Linked DNA regions of Sus scrofa: all the other regions are linked to region 2. The links are chromatin contacts, called in public HiChIP or PLAC-seq maps. All regions are on one chromosome and are shown on one strand. The core of a region is the stretch at or near the end of the contact, and the rest is flanking DNA. Distances in the headings are between cores, read along the strand shown.

Region 1 (3,067 bases), core at 138-2,637, 270 kb after region 2:
CTCAAGGTTGTAGGAGAAGAACCACAGGGAGCCTAAGCAGATTGCTTCCTGGTTAACGCAGTAGGAATATTTCAGTCCTGCGTCAGTTTGGTTTCTGCAGAAATGTCTGGGTCTTAAGGCTTTATCAATGATGATGTAGCACCACCGTGCGGCTACTGCTAGTCACTGCATCTGGATTTTAGCTTCTGAAATGTATAATTCAGGTGCAGTTTTTTGTTTGGAGTTTTAGACATTAAGATGAAAATAGTTCTTTGCTATTTTCTTGGCATGAAAAAGCTATGATTAAATTACATTTTGTTGGCGTTCCCGTTGTGGTTCAGTGTTAACGAACCCAACTAGTATCCATGAGGATTGAGGGTTCAATCCCTGGCCTCGCTCAGTGGGTTAAGGATCTGGCATTGCTGCAGGGCAGCATAGGTTACAGATACAGCTTGGATAGGTGTTAGATGTGGCTGTGTTGTAGGCTGGCAGCTGCAGCTTCGATTCAACCCCTAGCCCGGGAACTTCCACATGCACAAGTGTGGCTGTAAAGAGAAAAACAAACAATAACAACAAACAAACTCTTGGCATTAATTACCACTTACAACATGTCAGGCAAGATGCTAATACGTTTATTTATATAACATATCATAGCATTTAATTCGCAAGGAAAAATCCCTCTTTGATGAAGACACTTGTTATATCCCCATTTTACCAATGAGGACAGAGATACATAGAGAAGTCAGTAATTTACTTAAGGGTATGAAACTTAAAGGCAGGAGCTCTGGGCTCAATTCACAGCCCTCCACTTTTAAATTATGAAAAACTGAATAAGTCGCAAAAATTTACTGTTTAAATCTCCTAGTCTTTAAAATGGGATATTAATTATATTTGTCACACCACTGCACAGATTATTATAATCACAAAGAGCAAAAGGTCATTATAAACTCCAAAGGCTACATAAATACTAGTTTTATCATTATTGTGACATTTCCTATGAATTCAGGAAATTAGCATCAACAATAGTAGAACTAGAATAAGCATCTTAATTCTGCACCTCTGTAGCATTGTGACCTTGGAAAGAGACGTAACTTCCCAAGCCTCAGTTTCGAAAAATAAACATTCGGAAATAATTGAATTGGGTGACCTCTAAGATACCTCTCAGTTCTGAAATTTTATGAGACAAAGAGGCAAAACTAAGGGATGCAGCTACTTCTCCATAAAAGATTCACTGGAATATATCCCTTCAACATGGAATTTCTTTCTGTTCCATGGAATTCTGGGTGAATTCCCCTTAGAAGACCCTAATGGTAAGCGAGTGTGAGGCTGTGACGTTCATGAGCCTGGCGCTCTGAACCTCTTCATGCCTCATTCCCAGCACTGAAAGATGAGAAGGGCCAGACATCCTAGAGGAATTTGGGGCCTGGCCAGAGTGTGTAAGATGCCAAGAGACCTGGGACAATGGTGACAGTAAACAAGTGAGTAACCCAGTAAGAATTAACTATGGATTAACCTGAATTTATAGCAAATAAGGTCAGCTAAATGAAGGAAACTGGAAACATTCATTTTGGCAGGTTGGCTGTTGTGATGTCTTAAAGTTAACTGTCAGCACTGCTGTTTGTGCTCTGTTCAGACAGCATGAGGGCAAATCGCTCCGAGAGTGTGGAACGTGTCAGGGTCACTCATGATGTCAGATCATGTCTTCAGCCACCTTCGCAACCCCCACCTGAAGTGGTTAATGCCACCCATATAAAGATGATTGGCCTGAGATTTGCATGGTGAATAAGCAACTTTACCCGAGAAAGGTGCTGCCTGTCAGCTCAGGCCCAGGAGCTTTCCATTTTTCAGACTGATGGGGTTCTGTGCATTTGTCACCTAGGTTGCCTTGCCCGTTTCCTCTCTTGCAAAAATAGGGTTAAAAGTAGAGGTCTTTTTGACGATTAAATGTGTTAAAATGTGTAAAGAGCTCAGAATAGTACCTGGAATGTGCTAAGCATTCGGTAAATGTTATCTCCTATGATCGTTATTGTTGTTATTACTACTCTGGGAGGGGAGGGGTCCGGCCTTAGCAGCTCTTTGCATGTAGATGGCTTTGGCCTTTAGGGATCAAATGCCATCACCCGGTTTTCTCCTCTTATCTTCAGCCTTCTTGGTCATTATGAAGCTTCAGCCTCCTACCCAACCCCACCCACAATGGTTAAGGCCACCACTCCTCCTTCCTAGGACCGGTGGCAGTCTCCCTAGATTCCTGCACCCCTCTTCTCTGTGAGACCCTGGGCCTTCTGCCTTGATGGATGAATCTTACGCCGTATTACAGATAATTCTCCTCTAATTGGCCCAATAATTTTAGTTAATGCACTTCTCTGACACCTTAGGAAGTTTATGCAGGGAAATTTATGCTATGAATGTGTGTTCAGATAAATACAAACAACCTTCTAGTTTATAATATTGTCACACAGCAACCTTATAAATATTACATATTTATTTATAATTTGTATTTATACATATTTATAATATTTATTTATAATTATGTACTTATAAATAATAATTCCCGCAGCACTCTTTAACCAGAGGGAAGGTCATTACACTGTATTATGGGAGGAAAACCCACAGGTTTAGAACTATCCCTCAGACCCCTGGCTGCTAAAGATGGAAAAAGTGAGAAAATGTGTTGGTAGCACTAGGTTGGGGTGATTGGCTGGGAGAAGAGTGTTAAGCTGGATCTTGTAGGATAGCTCTGGGGAGAGTGGGTAGGAAACATTGGGAAGATGTGAGGAAGTCACCAAAGACCAGCACCCTGTCTAACTGCGAGAGAACAGGTAAGTCATCCAAACATCTCTGACTTTGAGGAGGCTCTCGATGCAAAAACCACAGGTGTTTTAATGGTCAGAAAGGCATGAGGAATTGTCAAACTCAGCAACCTCATTTTACAACTAGAACGTGCTTCTGCTGAGAGGGCTTCTTCCTATTAGCACATCTGTGTCTCCTGGTTACACCAGATCTGCAAGCTTGTCACAAAGGGGCAGCAAGGACTTATTTTTTTTCCCCCCCGATCAACCTGAAAATGTTCCTCGTGCCCCTCAGATGT
Region 2 (2,954 bases), core at 123-2,622:
AGCCCTTTTCAAACTGTATTCCCACATCATACCCCCCAGCCTCCTCATTCTGACCTGCTCCCTGCAGTAGTCAGCCTTGGTAACTAACGGCAGTGGTTCTTTTGGGTATGTGAGGGCTGAAATTAGGTTAAGGGACACTAACTTAGAAGTTTTCTCAACACTCTGTTAAGTATGGTATATTTATCCTTGTCTTTAGAGCTTTATGTGGAAACGTCGAGCTAGTTATTGCAAAAATCCTGGGACTAGAAATTCCTTGCATTTCATCTGAAAGTTTGATGCACTTGTAGTTGGGATTGTGTCCTTTTTTAGGGATGGAACAAAAGGAAACTATTCTGTGTAGGACTTGCCCTAAAGTGGCACCTCTGTCTGGCTGAGTCCCTCTTGAACCACTTTGGAATTCAAGTTTCTAGCTTGGCTGGGTTGCTTTTGGAGCCAAAGAGCGCTCTAGGCATTAGCATTAGTGAGTGGTTGCTCATTAGCATTAGTGCGGAGTGCCCAAATCAGTGCAACAAAGGGTGTGAAACCCTAGCCAGAGCGGGTGGGGGCGGGGGAGGGGGAGCGGGATTGTTTCATCTTGGATTAATACCAGAGTTATTTCCCTTGGTGCAGATCCATTCTTCGCTGTGTGGGAATGTTTAATGTTCATACTGTTAGGTGAGAGTCTCATTCAGAGAACTTTAAAAAGATACACATTTTTTTCCCTCAATTTATCCTAAAATACCCACAAACCCAACCAAAAAAATTCTTTGTATGATGACTTGTTAAGAAATTTGAAAAGCTCTGCTGCATGAGAGAGCTTTTCCTGCAGTGCAGGTCCACCAGTTATTCAAGCAAAGAGTTAACTGAGGCCAGGGAGGCTTTTCTGGCAGCCTGCAAGCTTTGTGCAATAGCCAGGCTGGGGGCTGAGAGAGGCTGATATTCATTTGTTTGTGTATGAAGCTTTCATTCCCAAAGTCTAAGACATCACATACCAGGAAAGATGATTGTGAAAAGCAGGGAAAAACTCAAGTGTTTCCTGGCTGTTCTGGTTGCCTTTGATACATTTAATTCTGCCTGACAGTGTTTGCTGTGTGGTTGTCTAAACAGTACTTTCTTCTCCAGTGGTGAGTGAGAATTAGTTATTCACATCCAGTAGTCATCATAAATACTGTTGCGTGAACCTGTGTACCTAAATGAATCTTAGAGTAAAACCTTTAGTTTGGAGACCTTCCGCCCTCCCATTTTATTGTACCATGTGAACTGTATGGCTTGATGAGGTGTAATGGGCTTTGATTCTGAGAAACTATGTTGCGGGGTTGTGCAGAGAGGCCCAGCTAGAAACGTCTCCCAAGACCCAGAGAGCTCTGTCACTTCCTTTTCCTCCACTGCACCAAATTCCTTAGGTCTGGATATAGCAACAGCACCCCCTAGTGAGCAAGAAGGTTAGGATGGGCTTCTGGTTAACTCAATACGGTGAGGTCCTTTGGCTTTGCTGAGTGAGGTGTGGGAAGCAAGATGCTGGGCCTTAATTGGGCAGTACAGCTGAGTCTGAATACGCAAAAGCAGCATGCCATCTCAGTTTTGACAGCTGAGAAAGGAAGATAGAGGTGGCAGGAAGATAGGATTGTAGATGATTTTACAAAGATGTGAAAGCTCAGGAGAGCCACAGGAGGGAAACCAGAGGTCACTGGGGAAGGGAGATGTTCCTGTGAACAATTTGCTTTACTTTCAGAGAATTCAAAGCTTGGCCATGTGCATGGAGAGGGGGATGGATAGGGCCTGCAAATGGGCAAAAGCTTTTTTTAGAAAACTGAAATTCCAAACACGCCAGGAAGCAGATTAAAGGCTACTAAAATATAAACGACTGATAAGTCTTATCTGACAACAGAGTTTTGATTAAAGGAACTAGACTTAAGTGTAACAGGGAACAAAATTGGGTTAGAGATGGACTATAGAGGGAATGGAAGAGAGATACATCCTTCCTTCCTTTTGTTCATCTAGCAAGTGTTTATTGTTGAGCTGCTATTCAGTGACAGCTTCTGTTCTACGTACTGGGTGTGAAATAACACTAGGTATAAATAGAGTCCCTGCCCTCATGGAGCTTGTATTCTTTACAGTTGCCAAGAGGGACCATAGCTCAGTCCTCCATATTTTTAAAGTGTGGTTTGTTTACAGGAAGAATATGATTTGAGGACATGGAAAGTACCCACTGCTCAAAATTGTGTTTGCTCCAACTGGTCTTTCCTGAAATTTCCAAACCAACACCCCTGGTTCAACAAAGATCTGTTTTCTGAGAGGAGTAATAATGAAGTCAGATACTTTGGCCCCACACTTACTGTCTGGTGAAATGAACAACCTGATAAGACCTGGAGGAATGGGGATAACTCTGGCACCGGCAAGTTGTGACCTGAGGTAAAGCCAGGGTTTCCTCATCAGCGGAAGCAGCTATATTAGTTCCTCTGTCAGATCCTTTCTAGCTCTACCGTTCTGTTTTGCATGGCAAATAGCATTCAGGAAAGAACAGGGCACGGAGCATCCCCAGGAACCTGGATACTTGTTTGGGGAGGAGGGCAGAACCAGATTAGACTCTGAAAACAAAGGAGGAGAGCCTGGAGAAGGAGCATGATTTGGCAGTCAAGTCTGGGCTATTTAAAAAATGTTTCTAGAGCATATATTCCTGGGTCCAATTTCTAAAGAAGGCAGGGTGGTAGAACAGATACGATTGTTGCAGACTTTTTTTGGACGCTCAATTACCGGTACTTTTGAGAGTTCAAAGGAGTTTTGAAAATTACCTACAAAACTCATGGTACAAACTCATGGTTGTAGATCCTATCCCTGAGCTGCAGCTTGTTGCTATAAAGAGCTTTGTGGTAAGGATTTTCTGGTTGTGTCGAGTGTTTCTCTTTAACTCTCCTGTTCAGGATGGAAATGGAGTACCACAGCCAATATTCTTTGAATCCTGGAGAGCAAGTGAC
Region 3 (2,948 bases), core at 330-2,829, 260 kb before region 2:
TTTACAAAGGAGCTATGACAAAGAAAACTAGACCCAGATCATTTTCTGTTGTCCCCTTCTGGGAAAACAGGAAAAGACAGATTCCTTCTCTGATCAGCTTCCTTGGAACTCAGAGGGGACCCTTTCACTTGTGAAACAAGTCCATCCTTCTGTGTCCTCATGTCACCCCCAACACAGGGACAGAAGCAGTTTTTTCCATCAAATTATCCATCAGCATTTTCCACATAGGCAAGGGATCTTGGGGTACAAGCAGCTTATAGCTGAGACGTGTCTTCTGGGCAGACTCAATTATTCACGGCGCCTGGTGCAGAATTAATGCTGGTTCACTCCTCCTCCAGTAAACCGGCTGCTCTTTTGGACTCAGGCCTTGGGGTAACAGACTTTGCCAGATGACCTGACAACTTAGCCCCTTGGGGCTCTCGGAAAATAGGACCTTTTTTCTGTCTGAGTCTCAGATCCAGCCCCAGGGCATTCCTTGAGTTAGGCTGTGATTGTTCTGCAGGCACCCAATAACCTACATAGAAGGCTTGAGCCAGACCACAGATCTCAGCCGTCTGTCAGGGCTCCTCCCAGGCCCCTTCTCATCTTCCTTAAATGACCTCACACTCTTTCACCGCCCTGTCCTTCCTACACTCCAGCTCAGCCATGACTAATGGCTTATATTACGTCCATCAACACCAGCCACCCAGGAATGACCGCATGAAACACAGTGTTGACAAGGATTCTGAATTTAAGCTTCAGCTTGGTAGGAAAGAATAGCCTAGACTTGATTAGCCCTGTCTTTCTTGGGCACGGAGTGGGGTAAGGGTGTCAACACATGTGTGAGGTAGTTGCTGGCTCTGACTTTTTAAGAATTTTAAGAGCTTATTTCTCTGTCCTCACATCAAGGTTTTTTTTTTGTTTGTTTGTTTGTTTGTTTTTTAATCTTTATTCAGTTCACATATTTTCCTCTTGGATGTGCAGTGCCATTTTTTCCCCAATAAGGATAACATATTTAAAAGGAAACATTTACATTCGATCATAACTGCCCTCCTCAATACAGTGATTTTTGAGAAAGTGTACTCCTTTTGCCATTGAAGTCTGTGAAAAATCTTCCTACCAGAATTTCCCTCCTCATTCTTTGAGAAATTAGAAAAAAAGTGGGACAATATATTCCTTGGAGACAGGTACTAGAAATTTATTCACTCACTATTAAGTCTTTACTGAGTGGTTACTATGTGCCAGAACTTCTAGACACATTATGGTTAATTATGTGCCAGAATTTCTAGGCACATTTTCACTTTTGTCATCTGAAAAACACTTCATTTTTGTTATTCCCAAAATGAAAATGACATAGACTCTCTTTGCAAGAAGCTCACATTCTGACCTAGAAAAGCCATATGTTAACAGCTGAATATAAACATCACAAAGTCTTCCCACTTCTTGTAAAGGAAGCCGCCATGATGTTCCTGGAACGGGAGGACTGTGTCCACCGACTTTCATTCTCTCAAGAGGCTGAGTTGTTGAAGGAAGAGCTGACCTCCTCCATATTGTTATCTGACAGTGAGTCTCAGTTCCCAGTTCAAAGTTCCCGTGGTGTCTTTAAAATGCTCTCAGGCAGAAACTGCTGAACCAGGCTAATAAATCTGACTGAGGTAGCAACAAGCTATTTGGCAACAGTCCTCAGAACCACCCTGTTTAGCCTCCACAGATTCCTGTGTTCAGTAGTTGGCTGCCCGTCCTGGCTCCTGAATCAGCTCTGCCCTGGCCTGGAGATCTTCAGGCTCTGCCCCCTACTCCCAGTGCAACCTCATACCCCAGGGCTTCAGACCGCAGGCTTCACCCTAAAACAGCACCTGGTGCCTCCTTATGTAAAGTGCCATGGCTGACATCACTGCCCATCTTCAGTGTTGCCTTTTCAGACCAAGCCTGACTTCCCATCCCTGACCTGGCATTCCCCACATTCCATTTTTGCAAAGAGTCATCACACCAGACTGGGTCACCCATGTAGCCACTGGAGCGTGGGGGAAATGCCTGAATCAGTTTGGCGCTGTCCGGGTATTTCACATTTGCTTTCATTGTGATTCTGGGCTGAATTTCAGTGCTCATCAACATGTTTGGCAATACAGAGGCTCAGCCTTGGCCTGGAGAAGGCTGAAGCCATCTGTTCTTGTAAGTGATAGAAAGGATGCGACTGGATTAGCTAGAACCAGGATAACACAGGGAATGCTTTCTGACGACGTGACCCTGGTGGACATTTTGCTTTGTGTGTTTATACAGAGATGCATAGAACTGTGGAACACAATGGTCAGAAAACTCTGGTCAGAGACTGAGAGTGAATGAGTGGTTGCTGGGGCTGAGGAGTAGAGGATGGGGAATGGTGGCTGTGAGTACAGAGTTTGGAGAGAAGGTGATGAAAATGTTCTCAAGTTAGATCGTGGTCATAATTGCACAACCCTGTAAATATACTAAACCCCACTGCTCTATATACTTTAAAAGGGTGAATTCCATGGTTTCTGAAGTATATCTCAATAAAGCTTTTATTTAAAAAAGAAACCTATGATCATAGCAAAAAACAACCACCACCACCAGCCTGGTATACATTTAACAAACACTTGTTCAGCATCTACTCTATGCATTAGGCCTTGTCTGAAGTATGAGAGGCATTCAGAAACGAGACAAACAAGGAATTTGTAGCTCCAAGCAACCCATAGATGCAATGGAAACTCCTCCTTGCCCACGTCTAGGGCTTGCCTGGATATTGTCAGCCTAGAGCCAGGTGTAGATACCTATCCAGCCACAGTGGTCACCTTTGGACTTTCTACCAGAAAAAGACTGCCTGTCTTGACAACCCTGAAGCCCTTTCATCTCCAGGGAGTGTTTCACTGATGAGCCAGCTTATCTCACTCCTTTGTTAGTAATCACAGGAACAGAACAGTTTGTAATGAATCTTTATCTTTCCCTCTGCT
Region 4 (2,953 bases), core at 182-2,681, 340 kb before region 2:
AAATTGATCCCACCATAGGCAGGAAATGAGGTGGCCGTGATATTGGGGTGGGGATGCAGGGGAGGGGCATTCAGTAACAAAATCAGAGAAAATAGGAAGACTAGCTGGAAAACCATCCCAGGAATACTGCCCTGAGGAAACCAGGGCTGGAGAAGAGTGGTGGAAGAGCATGAGGACATGACTGTATATTTTGACCTTGTAAATGATATAACAGTGCCTTCTGTCTAGTTACTGTTGGCAAAACCCACAGTCTAAAAAGTCATGCCAAAGTACATTTTTAATGTATTGAATGCAGTTTATTTTATTATCCTATTTATGACCTGTTAAATCCAAGGTGTGGTCATGAAATATCACAGCCCAAAAAGATGGCCCTCAGAGATTTTGTGGAATCTCCTTTTGCATTAAAGCCACAAAGGGAGAAATCTCTGCACAATCTGAAATTCTTCCTGATTTACTCTATATAAACTATATTTTGATCTTTCCTCCTGAGAAAGACTTAATCACCAAGTCTGTGGTGGGGTTATACAGATGTTTGCCTACTAATGTGCCCTACGTAGGAGTGCCAAAAATACCTTCCTAACTGGATATTCTAAGAAAAAATACTTTTAAGGATGGAAAGTATTATATTATTCTCTTGATACCTGTAATTAAATTTTTTTGTTTGTTTTTTAGGGCCGTACCCGTGGCATATGGAGGTTCCTAGGCTAGGGGTCCAATCTGATATGCAGCCATCGGCCCACACCAAAGCCACAGCAACGTGGGATCTGCAACCTCCACCACAGCTAGCGACAACGCTGGATCCTTAACCCACTGAATGAGGCCTGGGATCGAACCCACATCCTCATGGATACTAGTCAGGTTCGTTAACCACTGAGACACGATGGGAACTCCCCTATAATTAAATTTAATGGAAATGTTGTAAACTCTTTCTTCTATTCAGTTGCATTATGATATGCATTTTTGTATATGTATCATATGTATCCACAGTTATGAATTGTTGATTTTTCTTTACTTGTCCCATCAATAATTGGCATGTCTATATTTTTAGTAATTTTTAGTGGGATCTGTTGTATACTGGCAATCTAAAATGAAAGAGTCCTATCCACTTTTTCTCCCTGCCCTCCCCCATGCCTCCTTTTTTCTGCACTTCTTGCCATCATCTTTTTTTAGCACTATTTTTGCCCTCCACACTCATGGCATATGGAAATTTCCAGGCCAGGGATCGAATCCGAGCCGTAGCTGCCACCTACACCACAGCTGTGCCAATGCCAGATCCTTAACCCACTGTGCCACAGTGGGAACTTCACCATTACTCTTCTCAGCAGTTGTTCTTTTTGCCAAAATGAAGTCGGGAGCTAGTAGTGTGCAGACACATCAGTTATAGTGTTGTGTTAGTGATCTCTGCTGTTCTATTTTCCTGAACTTCAGATGGAGTCGTCACTCTCATCAGTACACATCAGTTGCTTCTCGTTGAAGTACCTGAGTCTTTGAACATCTGTTGTTATTGACGTCATTATTGGACTCAGAAGAGATCCACTTGAAGTTTTTTCTCTCATACCACTGGGATTTTCTAAAACTTGTGTTATTTCCTGTGGCCCAGAGATTGTTTCATTTTCCTGCAAGAGGAGGAAAAAAGGGATCTAAGTGCTTCCTGTGATTGCATAAAGTTTATTTTAGGAACTAAAATCTGTGCTTTTTTTTTTTTTTTTCTATTATATCCTATTTTCCTTGCTGAAGACTTTATAGGGGATATTGGGTGATGTTTGTTCCTTTGCACCAAGGAAATGTTTCTTTTACTGACTAGAAAGTTTTAAAATAAATATTCCGTGACCCTAGTTCAACTGTTTTGTAGAAGGAAAATAAATTGCTCTGAGTTGATCTTTAAGAAGCATTCAGATTATTGTTTGAAACAGTTAACATTATTTAGTCTCCTTCTGCACTAATGTTTATAAACAGTATGCATAAAATCATTAAACAAAAATATCAAATACTTTTATTAGTTTATGTCTTTCTAAGGTAAGGAGAGAAAGTTTTTACTGTCTTGAATTAGAAATTATTTTCTGTTGAATTGGGGAGATTTCTTATCCTTTCTAGGGAGGAATTTTTATATAAAGTTTCTTCTATTTATCTAAAGCTTCCCATTAGCTACATTTTACAATGACTACCAAAAACAAAGATTTCTAGTAACCACTTCCTGTTAGTAAAGAATAGGAAATAGGAGGTATTTAGTCAAGTTGGCTTTTTATAAAATGAAATATTGTAAGGTTAGGAAAATACGAAAGGATAAAAAAGTAGGCCAGAAGCTATGTAATCCACTTTTATTTCTGAATGATGGCTTTATTACCATGCTTTTAATTTAATTTTATTTTTTATTTTATTTTTAGGGCCACATCCAGGGCATATGGAAGTTCCCAGGCTAGGGGTCGAATTGGAGCTACAGCTGCTGGTCTACACTACAGCCACAGCAACGCAGAATCTGAGCCGTGTCTGGGATCTACACCACAGCTCACAGCAATGCCGGATCCTTAACCCGCTGAGCGAGGCCAGGGATCGAACCTGCAACCTCATGGTTCCTAGTCGGATTCATTTCTGCTACACCACGATGGGAACTCCTACCGTGCTTTTTAGAATGCTTTAGCATCCTGAGCTTTTAACAAGTGTGCTTGCGACTTGCTTGTACATTTTCTGAGGGCGTATTTTCCCAAATGCAGAATAGGTGCTGCCACTTCAGTTTTGGTTTCACCTCACAACTCTGTTAATAAAAATCCTTCTTGCAAGCAATTTTCCTTGACAGTTCATAGCAACCCTAACATGTTATTATTGTAAGCGATAAATGAAGTATCAATTCCCATGTAAATAAGAACATTAGTCACCATTTCCAACACTGATTTGAGGAAGGGGGAGAGGATAGATTTCCTCATGATATGAGAGACCAAATGGAATAATTTCCTTT

Evidence for each region. HiChIP or PLAC-seq counts read pairs in DNA pulled down with a chosen protein or histone mark.
Region 1: a contact with region 2 is called in an H3K27ac HiChIP or PLAC-seq map of skeletal muscle, with 7 times the contacts expected there. The contact joins two enhancer-like sites. A contact is called at or near these places in 13 of 47 Hi-C or Micro-C datasets (adipocytes, alveolar macrophages, embryonic fibroblasts and 8 more) and 1 of 2 datasets of contacts at active chromatin or transcription factors (skeletal muscle).
Region 3: an H3K27ac HiChIP or PLAC-seq map of skeletal muscle shows a contact between it and region 2, with 4 times the contacts expected there. The contact joins two enhancer-like sites. A contact is called at or near these places in 4 of 47 Hi-C or Micro-C datasets (adipocytes, brain, embryonic fibroblasts and 1 more) and 1 of 2 datasets of contacts at active chromatin or transcription factors (skeletal muscle).
Region 4: an H3K27ac HiChIP or PLAC-seq map of skeletal muscle shows a contact between it and region 2, with 4 times the contacts expected there. The contact joins two enhancer-like sites. A contact is called at or near these places in 1 of 47 Hi-C or Micro-C datasets (epiblast stem cells) and 1 of 2 datasets of contacts at active chromatin or transcription factors (skeletal muscle).

What each region holds. Positions count from the first base shown.
Region 1 is chr7:67,157,476-67,160,542 of Sscrofa11.1, reverse strand. All of the region lies in intron 6 of AKAP6 (A-kinase anchor protein 6), which reads left to right. Among named protein-coding and RNA genes, the nearest start is that of AKAP6, 300 kb to the left of the region's middle. Within about 2 kb of position 1,387, at least 10 of the 83 cell types and tissues checked have an H3K27ac peak or open chromatin away from gene starts, as enhancers often do. A contact at or near this core is called in fetal skeletal muscle and skeletal muscle, where this site is marked.
Region 2 is chr7:67,429,114-67,432,067 of Sscrofa11.1, reverse strand. All of the region lies in intron 1 of AKAP6 (A-kinase anchor protein 6), which reads left to right. Among named protein-coding and RNA genes, the nearest start is that of AKAP6, 32 kb to the left of the region's middle. Within about 2 kb of position 1,372, at least 33 of the 83 cell types and tissues checked have an H3K27ac peak or open chromatin away from gene starts, as enhancers often do. A contact at or near this core is called in fetal skeletal muscle and skeletal muscle, where this site is marked.
Region 3 is chr7:67,691,967-67,694,914 of Sscrofa11.1, reverse strand. No RefSeq gene overlaps it. Among named protein-coding and RNA genes, the nearest start is that of ARHGAP5, 62 kb to the right of the region's middle. Within about 2 kb of position 1,579, at least 38 of the 83 cell types and tissues checked have an H3K27ac peak or open chromatin away from gene starts, as enhancers often do. A contact at or near this core is called in skeletal muscle, where this site is marked.
Region 4 is chr7:67,771,564-67,774,516 of Sscrofa11.1, reverse strand. No RefSeq gene overlaps it. Among named protein-coding and RNA genes, the nearest start is that of ARHGAP5, 140 kb to the right of the region's middle. Within about 2 kb of position 1,431, at least 2 of the 83 cell types and tissues checked have an H3K27ac peak or open chromatin away from gene starts, as enhancers often do. A contact at or near this core is called in skeletal muscle, where this site is marked.